Regions from separate parts of the Mus musculus genome. Here regions 1, 2 and 3 are each linked to region 4. A link is a contact called in public Hi-C and HiChIP or PLAC-seq data. All regions are on one chromosome and are shown on one strand. Each heading gives the region's core, a stretch centred on a gene start, on an enhancer-like site or on the middle of the called end of the contact. The rest is flanking DNA. Distances are from core to core; before and after follow the strand shown. Region 1 overlaps Pkp4 (plakophilin 4). Region 2 has its middle 8.7 kb from the start of 5330411J11Rik. Region 3 has its middle 52 kb from the start of Upp2. Region 4 overlaps Ccdc148 (coiled-coil domain containing 148).

Region 1 (2,700 bases), core at 157-2,656, 300 kb before region 4:
AGGAAACCATTTTCATGTTCACAGGGTTGCACATGTATAAAAAGGCAAAACTTCCTATGCTTTGAAGGAGCCTGAGAAAAGTAGGGTATTCCCACGAGCACTGCCAGACCCCAACTTTCAGAACCAGGTCCCCATCTTCTTTCATTATGATGTGGCACTGGCTCCTTCTGGGAAGCCCAGCCTCTAGTTTTTCTTATCCTCACCCCCTGTAAAGCCACAGAAGTAACCCAACAGTGTCCGCACTGGCTTGTCTTTGTTATTTAGCTGCCGAAAACCTCAGAGTCCCCTTGTCTGTGGGTCAGGCCTCATTCCTGAAGCTCAGCGTCCAGCCGCTCTGTCTGGTCCTGTCGGCTTTGCCTCAGAGCAGCCTGCTGAGCCCAGAGTCCTTTCCTACCACAAGGCCTGTTCCCTCCTGTCTGTTCTTCTTGCCCATCAGCTCCTCCTCTCCACCCCAGCCTTAGGCCCTGGTGGCTGAGCTCGGTTCATCCTGCAGGGGCCTTCAACTCCCTTCCCCCTTTTCCCTGCCAGCCCACCCTAGAAGTCGGTTTCCAGGATCACACAGCACCGACCCAGTGGATACTATAACACTTGCGCATCAACCTCAGATTCTCAGGGAAGGAACTTCATCATATTCATTTTAGGGTGCCCAGAGTGGCATCTTGTCTCCTCCCCAGACCGCATAACTCCCTTTTATGGACAAACTCTATAAACAAGTGTGTCCTTTTCCCACTGTGGCTGACCCGACCACAAAGACAGACAGAAATGTGTATAGGAGGAAACATCTCACCTTCCAGTTGCCAGCAGAGAGGTTCTGCAGGGATCCGGCAGAGCCTTCCAAGGTGGCAGGGTTGGAACTTTCTGCTAACAGAGTCAGGTACGGCTTTACCACTGATGGATGCCACAGCATCTCGACTCCCTTGGGGGACTTGGACAGTCCAGGGATAGGCCCGACTCCATCCCACTGAAAGACAGATGGCACAGGCTGAGGGGAAAGGAAACGGGTAAGCCCTCTGGCTGCTACTCATGCATTTTGCTGGACTGGGTTTTAGCTAAATAGCGATAATCTTTTCTGCCAAATTACAGCTTTTCACTCTCTAACAAGTAAAACGGTAGAGAAAAGGAAATGCTAACTTGGTCCTCTTGTGGCGTTCTCTTTTTCTTTTTCTTCTTCTTTCCCCAGCAGCTTGGTTCCGAGTCTTTGCTGGGAGACTCTTTTCCTAGTAAGTCATCTAGCTCGTTCAGTCCGAGCAGCCGGGCCTGAGGGACTTCCAGCTCCAGCCGGTATGACAGGTTCCTCAGGGTACACACACAGTTCTCCACTGTCTGAAACCCAACACAGTGTGTAATTAAAAACATCACATGAGACGACTCGGCACTGCACACACCAACAGGAAGTAAATGGAGAACGTGAAGGAAATACTGCTGACTTAGAATGTGACGTCTAAGGGGAGGAGAACTGCTCTCCAGTCTTGAGGGCCAGGGTGCAGCTGTGAAGCGTGGACTGGCTTTACACTAAGATCCACCAGGCCTGTTCAGTGCCACACGGCACTGGAGATGCTGAGGCCTCCCACGACTTCCCATCCTCCATCCCAGTACTTCCTTCTCCCTTCCCGGAAGCAGCCCTATCGCCAGGTCTTACCTCTGCTGCCCCTCTATTTCCTGTCTCCCTTCTCTGAGGAATGCCCTAATCTTTCTGTTGACATTTTGTCTTTTGCATCTGTTTTTCCATACTTTAAATCTTTAATTGGGGCTGGGGGGGGGCACAACTGTCATTCCAACTCCGATGTCTAAAGTCACGGTTAGAGTTGCCCCACCTGGCAAGTCCTCCTTCCCAACTTGCTTGTTTCTCTCAATGTCATCTGCAGGTCTTGTTTAATGAGCTCAACTAAAAACGTGGCTGTTTCTTTGGAGACACCCCCCCCCCATCCCCAGCAGGTGACTAGTTATTTTTTTCTCTCTCAGACTCATTATTGTGACCCAAGATCTACCAATGGCTTCTCCTAGCCCAGCCTAGCCCAACACCACACGGGCACACACCTTGGGACTCCTGATACTCAGCTTGGACTTGCGGTCTTTCCCAGCCCCTGGGGCAGAATTCGCTAGAATGTCACAAGAGGAAACAGGAGGGTGCAGAGAAACTGGGGTGGGGCTGAGATGGGGCAGTGGCTAAGACTAGGAAGAGAGCTCAGGGCTGTCACCTGGAAACCACACAGATCCGGGACCCATGTGAGGTCCTTCACCCATGGTTCCAGGCCTGTTGCATTGCCACATCATGCCCAACTTGTGCTGTTGAGCGAGCACTCACTCTGTTTTGCGGTGAGCAGCTGGGAGGGTACTGACCTTGCTGTCGTAGTCAGAAGTGTTCACACACGTGTGGATCACATACAACAGCGAGTCCACCAGCCCCTCGCAGGAGCGCATTTGTTTTCGTGCTTCCTCCCCGGCAGAGCTGAGGTTCCTGGATGGACAGAAATATGTGGGAGCTGCGGAGCTGAACAACTTACCCTTCAGCCATGCAGCCTGACTTTAACGATCCCTGAGAATGGGAGCAGAGAGCAGCCATTGAAAGGTGGCTTGAGATATACCCCATATGCCACTCTACCCTTTGTTCACTGAGCTAGCCCATTCCTTTAACGTGACTAGTCATTCTCTCTCCTGAAACCCAACCTTCAGTTGAGTAGCTTCTGTGCTGGTTCAGGT
Region 2 (2,700 bases), core at 75-2,574, 350 kb before region 4:
AACAGAGAAGACTCATCTGCATCAGCCTTTACCTTCATTCTACCAATCACTCAGCAGATGGTTTCCTTGCCAGAAAGATGGGTACCATGGACAAAGATATGTCAATGAGGGATGCAGAGATGTGGCAGACACCAAATACACTCTCTCCTTCAGAGTGTACATTTGAGGTCCAACATTGATGACTTATTCTTCCTTCTTTGCCTACCCCTTGCCAGATGCCATTTCTGAAAGTCATCTCCATACTCCTCCACTGGTGCACAGACATCTTTCTTTCCACCTCTCTTTAGGAAGAGTCACACAGTTGTCTAATGTAAGGATTCACTGAACAGTAGAGAGAAGGCAGGCTGACTAAAGGCCGGACCTAAGGAATGACACAGGATGGACTCCCTGGGCTGTGCTTGTGCCTTCCATACTCTAGACTAGATGGGCACAGTAGCAAGTGCATGCCAAAGAGCCCTCAAGTGTAGGCAAAGGCCTGAAAAAGGGAATTCTCACAGACTGGGCCTTTAGGACAACTCCATCTTTACTACAGGACAGCACAGAAAAGCTAAGGCCTTATACCCTTGGGAGAAAGGCCAATTGAAGAATCCAGAGTTGTGCCCTCACCATGCCCATAAAGAACCTAATGTCTCTACAGAGTGATGCCAGAGAAGGCCACACATGGAGTGAGAAGGTTTGGCCTTGATGACTGACAAAGATTACCCTAGAGTGTATGTGGAGTCCATACAGGAAGTCTGGACTAAGTCCCCACCTAAGAGTAATGATGTGTCCTTCAAAGATGAATAGTCAGGACTTTCAGCCTCTCTCATTGTTAATGAGATGAATGAAGGGATGCCATGGACTGGACTCAGTTGGCCCCTCAACCCACAGGAGAATCAGGGTCCCGGTATTCAGGTGGGTAAGGAGTCAGCAGAAAAATGACAAACAGATGCTGACCCAGAGAGAGTGCTGTATCTGAATGTAATTTGTCAAAACGAGTATCAGACTTAAATTACAGAAGAAAACAAGGAAGTTAGGCAACGCATTAAGGTCATCCAAGGTACATTGAGGTTACCCAATGCAAAATGACTCTTTACATAAAACAGAGAAATGCATACACAAAAACTAACAGGAACCAGGCAGTATTTACAACTGGGATAAAATTCAGTGATTACAACTGGGATCAAAAGCAGCCCCACCTAAGGTCAGCTTATTCTTAGAAGCCAGAGGCAAGGGCTTTATACCCTTGCCATAGCTCCAATTCTAGTCTATTGTATAGTCCACCTTCCCCCTAGGCCGTTGTAAATTCCTGTGTATGGGAGTGACTCAGCTGTTGTTCTAAGTATTTATTCTAGTTCCTTCTTAGACCACAACCTTCCTTCTTTCATGCCATTGTAAATTCCTGCACATGGGAGTGACTCAGCTGTTATTCTAAGTTTACTTTGTAGACTAGCCCTGAGATTTCTAGCTCTTTTCCAGTAAATTGTAATGCCTGATATCTTTCACTGTCTACACTGGAGGCACTTTGTCTGAGTGAGTAGCATTCTTACTAAAAACAAAACCCAAGGTTGGCTCAACAATTTCCTAGGATATTAGAACACTGGTGGAGGCTAATCTAATTTAGCTATATGTCAAAATCATTCCTTAGAAGCACTTAAATAGTGGTAAACCACCCTTACTTAATGCAGCTTGTAGGAGAAGGGGTTTATTCTTGCTAACAGTTCCAGTTTTATTATAATTAAACAATATTGAAGGAAAGCACAAAGATCCGTTCACCGACTGATGTAGGGACAAGTTTGGAGCATTCGTGCTATGGGATGCTAAGACTAAGTTTCCGTGAAACTTTTTGCCTCAGAACTGCATCCAAGCTTTTGGGCCTCTCACATGGTTTTCACTAGAGTGGGTGTGGCAAAGGGACAATCAAGACATTCTGAGAGAAAGGGAAATTGACAGAATTTACTACAGGCAGGTGTAGTCCAAACACATGGCTAGAGGAAGCTTTCCACACAGTAAGGGTCTCTTCTTCTTCTTCTTCTTCTTCTTCTTCTTCTTCTTCTTCTTCTTCTTCTTCTTCTTCTTCTTCTTCTTCTTCTTTTGTTTTTGTTTTTGTTTTTTGGGGGCAGGGTTTCTCTGTGTAGCCCCGGCTCTCCTGGAACTCACTTTGTAGACCAGGCTAGCCTTGAACTTAGAAATCCACCTGCCTCTGCCTCTCAAATGCTGGGATTAAAGGCGTGTGCCACCACTGGCCGGTCTCACTTCTTTTTAAGAAAAGAAATTTTGGAATATTAAGTGGAAAAAATATGGTTGAGCCACAGTACATTTTGCTCTCTTCATAGTTTTCTAAACTATGTTTGATGTTTAAAGTAAAAACCATACCTGTTTGATATGAATATATATATATATATATATATATATATATATATGAAACATTATTTAAGGCAGTGATATTTTATAAGGTGTAGTTGTAAAGAAATGTAAGGGGGTATGGTGTTTCTAAACTTGATGCACACTGCTGAAATGACACCAATAGCCATAATGAAATGCCTACAGTAACTGCTAAAGTACTATGCCAAGAGATAGATACATTGAAAATGATACATAAATCCAAGTGGAATTCTAAAAAATGTTCAAAGAATCCTCTAGAAGGGAAAACACTGAGGGCCAGTGAGATGGCTCAGCAAGCAAAGGTACTTGCCACCAGGCATGATGACCTGAGTTTGT
Region 3 (2,700 bases), core at 104-2,603, 340 kb after region 4:
ATTGGTATTTTACTACTGATGAGCTGATACAAACAATATAACTAGGACCATTATAATGTTAAGTGAGTTTTGAACAAATAGAGTTAGAAATCCAATTATCTTTCCATAGGAAGCTTTTGTGTGCAGCCATTGTTAAATAAAGAAGGGAAGCCAGAGGGAGAGTTAGAACAGCAATTTCTTCTGCCTGTAAAGGGACAACGGAGGTGCCCTACACATACATTAATTCATTCACAATGGCCACCCCTTGCTGTCAATCAACAAAGTTCATTTTTAACTCCTGCTTATACATTGGTGACTTGAGGTTTCCTTTGGGGAGCGAAGGTGAAAGCCAGGAGCACATAACATGAGAGACCAACACTCCAGGCACTGCATACAAAACTAACTTCCAGAACCAATCTCCAGCAGCCCTCCCCCAGGACCCCGGGTTGGGATCCGCAGGGTTTACTAGAGATGAGAAAAGGCTGGAATTGCCGCACTGGTCCCAGGCTGACTGACCTTGGACTGACCTCAGACCAGCATCTCTCAAAGTTTTAAAGGTGCCATAATTACACTGGAATCTGGCTTAGAACTTTAAGTTCTCATGCATGGATTTGTAGTGGGATCTGAGAGTCAACCTTTCCTAAAAGACAGGAGCAGGCATCCGAACTGTTAGTCCGTGCGCTCGGAATAGCAAGAGTCTCAGCCTGTGCCTCGCTTGGTTTGCCAAGTCTTCTACTCAGTTTTCAAGAAGAGCCATTACAGTTCCAGTCAGGAGGGAGTTTGGAAACGTCTTGCCATTTGAATAGCAAGCCCTAGCTGTGTGACCTCTGGGGGAAGGAAGTTCCTTTCAAAACTGGTTCTGAGGACCAAATGAAATCATGTTTACATTGGGTGCTGTATTCATCATTTGCTCCATCAACACTAAGTACAATCGTCTGGCTTCCTATTTTCCTTTTACAAGTATGAAGTCACTATGAGGTGAAGAATCCAACTCAGTGTGGCACAGTTTGGCTACAGCCCATGCTCAACCAGAAACCTGATCTCCTGAGAACCTGTAGGCCACTTAGTTCCTTACATCAGAGCCCATTACCAACTGGGAAGCTGACCCCGGCAACCGCCCAGCCTCCACCCCTGACCTAGCCTCTGAAACTCACAGGACACCGGTAGCGTACACCGTCCACCCAAATATTTTTGCTACAGTTGGTTCTGACAGGTCAAGCCTTCTTCCACTAATTATGAAGATTGCCCAGATAATTGATATAATTGGAGACACAGAGTATCTGAGTGAAACCAGCCAGAATGGATTAGATCTCCCCGGTACAGCATGAGATTCTTGCAGTTCTCAAGGGAAAAACATTTCCTCCCCCTGTGGAAAATTGTGGATAGCCCAGTGGAACCTTTGATTTGGTTCATGAATAACACTAGGAATGATGACCTAGTCCCTAAGGACAAAACTCCAGTCAAAATGTTGGACATACACAGCCATCCCTCCTTTTCTGTCATATTTTATAGAAACCCTCAATAGAGTTTTTAATGTCCACATTTGACTGTGATGTCTTTTGAGAAGTCAAAAAGCAGATCAAATTTAAAAAAAAAAATGCTTTCCCGAGGTGCTTTGCAAACGGGCATTAGCCACAGGCTGTTCCAGCTCAAGGGTGAAAGAGAAGAGCCAAGCCCCTTCCCTTCTCTGCAGAATGAAATGACTTCTTTCTACAGCAGGCTGAGATATGAATAACTGAACTGGAAAAAAATATTAGTTGCCTGTCTACTGCTACTGCATAACACAAAATATATATCCTTCCAACATCTGCCCTGTGAAAACCTACACAAACACTAGCCATGGCTGGCAGAGCATCTCTGCGTTGGTACAGATGGTCCTTACTGGTACAATCAGAGTGGGGCTGTCCATATAGCCCGTTAAATTGCTAGCATTAGTATGCACTCATTCTAAAGACACAATCCCCTCATCCTTTTAGTACAAGTGGGATATTTCTTACGTTTCTGCACATACTGTAGCCATTTTGACAATCTGGCGGGTAAAAGGGCCCAGGAAGTGGAGCTGACTAAGAACAGCACATAAAGCTGGTGGGGTTGATGTAAATGAGAAGTTCTATATTCTGGACAGCTTCAAAGTTGGGAGTCTAAAGATAAGACGGGTCTGTAGACTGGAGGTGGAACACAAAGTATTTTCCTCTTAAGTGGCTGTTGAACTGAGGCAGAGAAGGGTCAAAGCAAGAGCATGTTTATCCATGTGTGGGTGTGTCCTCCGATGCTTTGGCTTCATGTGGACCTTTCAGCCCTGTGAACTTGCAGTCCCAAATCACAGCCAATAACACCTAAGATGTTACTGGAACATGATCTCGGTGCACTCAACATGTGTTGGGATCAGGTATTCTCTTGTCCTTTGTTATATATTCAGTTATATCCCCCAATTCTTCATCCAGAATATGACCTTGTTTGGAAACAGAGCCACCACATGGTAGCTACCCATCATATGGGTGGTCAACAGCCAACACACAGTCATACTGAAGTATGATGTTCTCTGCTTCTAATACGATGGAAATCCTTATTGAAATGATGGGTATATTAAGAGTGATGCACAAACACAGAAACCACCACTTAAAAACAGGGGTAGAGTCTGAAATAATAAAACCATAAGCCAAGGGATTGCTGGTTATCACAGGAGCTAGGAGAGAAATGAGGAACCATGCTCGCTTGAGA
Region 4 (2,700 bases), core at 179-2,678:
TCTGTGATCTGCTCTCTTGTCAGCTCATCTATTTAATTTTGGCTGCCCTTTTCTGAATTGAAGCCATCCATGTTCTTGGCATCAGCATATTTCTGTCAAGCCTCTTTCTATCCGTTTTCTTCTGTTTTTATCTAAGGCTGCCCACTGGCCCCCTCCCCCGCCCCGTTCCATCCCCCCACCCCACAGCCTGCAGATCACGGGGTTGCTGGACTAATCGAAACATGTCATGCGGTTGTGCTTCCCGGATCTTAGTCTGTTTCCCGAGGTCTTCCTTCCCTCCCCAGACAATTCAAGGCTCACCTTACAAGGCACCTGCCCCTTCCTTTTCCAGCTTGGCCTTCAACCAAAAGCCAAATTAGGCTGTCGGCCTGGGCACCCCAATGGCACATTGTGCGTCGCCTGAGAGTCATGACCCAAGGCTCACTCTGCAGACCAGTGTTCTTTCTTGTGGAACAATCCAGGCACTGTTAGATTTTTCTGTTTATCTCAGATCCACAGCAGCCTAAGTACCGTTTCCTGGCACCTCGGCTCACTTTCCCCATCTTTCTGAGCCGCTCCTGCAGTTGCTCACACGCCGTATTTTATGAGTTAGTAACCTTTATCTGGTTTCAGGAGAACTTACAGACGGTGTTAACTTTCTTAAAAGCTGAAACTACCTCCACATGTTGGAGCGGCGGCTCCCCGATCTTAACTAATGCTTGTAATGTGAGTGCCGGGGGTGATAAGGAGAAGTCAAGCAGGATTCTGTTCTCCGTGGGGGCTTCATTACCACAGCCCAGTGTGTGACTGTGTGCAACCATATACAGTGTGCTGCCATCAGGCCCACTGAAGACAAAAACGCAACGGTAATATCGTGATGTTTATGGGGGATTTAAAAACACCAAGTTCATCTGGCGCACGCCTTTAATCCCAGCACTCCGAGGCAAACATGTCCGATCTCTGTGAGTTTCAGGCCAGCTTTGTCTACAAGAGTGAGTTCCAGGATAGCCTGGGCTACGTGAAGAGAAACCTTGTCTCAAGAAAAATCCAAATAATAGAAGAGGAAAATGTAGATTTGTACCAATACTGCTGTTTCAGAACGCTGCTTTAAGGACTGATATCGTCCTGAGATAGTAGTGAAGATAATGCAGAAATCGTTTATAAGTTGTGGACATTGTGACACAATATGCTAAAAAAAAAGTCTTGTTGACTCTATGTAATGACAATGCTGGGTAGCCTCTGGCAAGAAGCTAGAGTCACAGCTGCTTGGGCCGTGGCATCTGTGCTTCAGCACCAGCACTGGGGCTGGCAAAAGGCTCAGCAGGGATCCGACAAGCGAAGGATAAGTGGAGAAACCAGCAGACACCCACAGTAGCAAAAGGGGTGCTCTGCAGGGACTGCCCCCTCCCCCGGGATGACCTCACACGATGTATGAGGAGTCAGAACCACGAGTGAGTCAGCGACAGGAAGGGGATTTTTCCCTGGGATGACAAATTACAGCCCTGTGCGCTCTCTGTGGGTGGTGACGTCATCACTCCGTCCCCCAGGGAAAGACTATCAGGTAAAGGGAGGAGTCTGAACCCACCCTCCTTCTCGGTCCGGCACACTGTCCTGTCCCTCAAACCCTCGCCCAGCTCTCCCATCTCTGGTCTTGCCTCTGCTGTTGAGGAAGTTCTATCACCCGAAAGGCTTACGTGGGTCACAACATGATCTGTTATCTATCTGTGCTCCCCATCCTATAGTTTTCTACTAACTGACTATAACTTTATTTATATACATGCCCCCTGCGAGACCATGCTTAATGTGGTTAACACAGGCCCTTTTGAACTCATGCCATGACAATTGCACCCAAGAAATTTCATGACTAGCTAGATGGGGTGGTGCACACTTTAAATCCCAGCACTGCGGAAGGCAAAGGCAGGTGGATCTCTGTGGGTTCAAGGTCAGCCTAGTCTAGTGAGATCCAGGGCAGCTGGGGATTTCAACCCCTCATACACACAAAAATCATGCTCTGTCTCAGTTGTCTTACTAGTTAATGATCTACTTACTATCTTTGGAATTCCTCTCTTAGGAATTTGGGTTCCTAGCTCAGGGGCCCTCGGAATCATTTTATTCTTGAACTATATAACATTAACTGTTACAATGAGCAATATGGGACAGTAGTAAACTGCGCTTTCATAAATAAAAAGAGAGCTTACACTTTTTTTTTTCCAGAGTGAAACCATTTAGGTAAATAGTACTGTGGAATAAAGTCTCATTACTTTGGGAGTGAAGGTTTAATTTATCTATGTTATTGTGATTAAATGTTCTCCAGGATTTTACAGTAGTTAAAACTGGCCTAATATATTTTAAGACTACGAATATAGACGTTTTACAAATAATATTGATCTTTTAATTAAAGTTCATGATAAACATAGACTATCCTTTTTAAACATGAGCTTTTTAAAAATTTGTGTTATTAGAGAAGAGTATAGCAGTCATCAGTAACAAGGGGAAGGTGCCATTCGCGCCTCCGTAAAGGCAGGGCCTGTGACCCTTGTGTCTGCTTCTTTAGCTCCTGTGGCACCAGCAGGTAATAAGAATCCAATAAATCGTCGGATGACACCAGCCACATATTACACTGCTGCCTGCCCAGAAAACGAATCTTGAATAATGGCTATTACTTGGGCAATAGCTTTCAGTTTGTGATGTGGGAATCTTTGGTGTTGTCTGAAGATGCCG

What was found. A called contact is a pair of places that touch in the nucleus more often than the background predicts. HiChIP or PLAC-seq counts read pairs in DNA pulled down with a chosen protein or histone mark.
Region 1: a contact with region 4 is called in an H3K4me3 HiChIP or PLAC-seq map of bone marrow-derived macrophages, with 3 times the contacts expected there. The contact joins two enhancer-like sites. A contact is called at or near these places in 1 of 484 Hi-C or Micro-C datasets (embryonic stem cells), 3 of 115 datasets of contacts at active chromatin or transcription factors (bone marrow-derived macrophages and embryonic stem cells) and 1 of 9 other capture datasets (pancreatic islet).
Region 2: a contact with region 4 is called in an HNF4G HiChIP or PLAC-seq map of pancreatic cancer cells. The contact joins two enhancer-like sites. A contact is called at or near these places in 6 of 115 datasets of contacts at active chromatin or transcription factors (cardiomyocytes, embryonic stem cells, neural progenitor cells and 1 more).
Region 3: a Hi-C map of muscle stem cells shows a contact between it and region 4, with 4 times the contacts expected there. The contact joins two enhancer-like sites. A contact is called at or near these places in 1 of 484 Hi-C or Micro-C datasets (muscle stem cells) and 2 of 115 datasets of contacts at active chromatin or transcription factors (embryonic fibroblasts and embryonic stem cells).

What each region holds. Positions count from the first base shown.
Region 1 is chr2:59,337,342-59,340,041 of GRCm38.p6, reverse strand. Pkp4 (plakophilin 4) reads right to left here. Exons shown (of 22, transcript NM_026361.2): 13 at 2,341-2,458; 14 at 1,132-1,323; 15 at 788-961. Among named protein-coding and RNA genes, the nearest start is that of 5330411J11Rik, 48 kb to the left of the region's middle. Within about 2 kb of position 1,406, at least 68 of the 459 cell types and tissues checked have an H3K27ac peak or open chromatin away from gene starts, as enhancers often do. A contact at or near this core is called in bone marrow-derived macrophages, where this site is marked.
Region 2 is chr2:59,394,010-59,396,709 of GRCm38.p6, reverse strand. It overlaps the pseudogene Gm13551. Among named protein-coding and RNA genes, the nearest start is that of 5330411J11Rik, 8.7 kb to the right of the region's middle. Within about 2 kb of position 1,324, at least 25 of the 459 cell types and tissues checked have an H3K27ac peak or open chromatin away from gene starts, as enhancers often do. A contact at or near this core is called in pancreatic cancer cells, where this site is marked.
Region 3 is chr2:58,701,839-58,704,538 of GRCm38.p6, reverse strand. It overlaps a transcript of Upp2 not described here. Among named protein-coding and RNA genes, the nearest start is that of Upp2, 52 kb to the left of the region's middle. Within about 2 kb of position 1,353, at least 6 of the 459 cell types and tissues checked have an H3K27ac peak or open chromatin away from gene starts, as enhancers often do. A contact at or near this core is called in muscle stem cells, where this site is marked.
Region 4 is chr2:59,041,584-59,044,283 of GRCm38.p6, reverse strand. The region is part of intron 1 of Ccdc148 (coiled-coil domain containing 148); the gene reads left to right. Among named protein-coding and RNA genes, the nearest start is that of Ccdc148, 120 kb to the left of the region's middle. Within about 2 kb of position 1,428, at least 50 of the 459 cell types and tissues checked have an H3K27ac peak or open chromatin away from gene starts, as enhancers often do. A contact at or near this core is called in bone marrow-derived macrophages, muscle stem cells and pancreatic cancer cells, where this site is marked.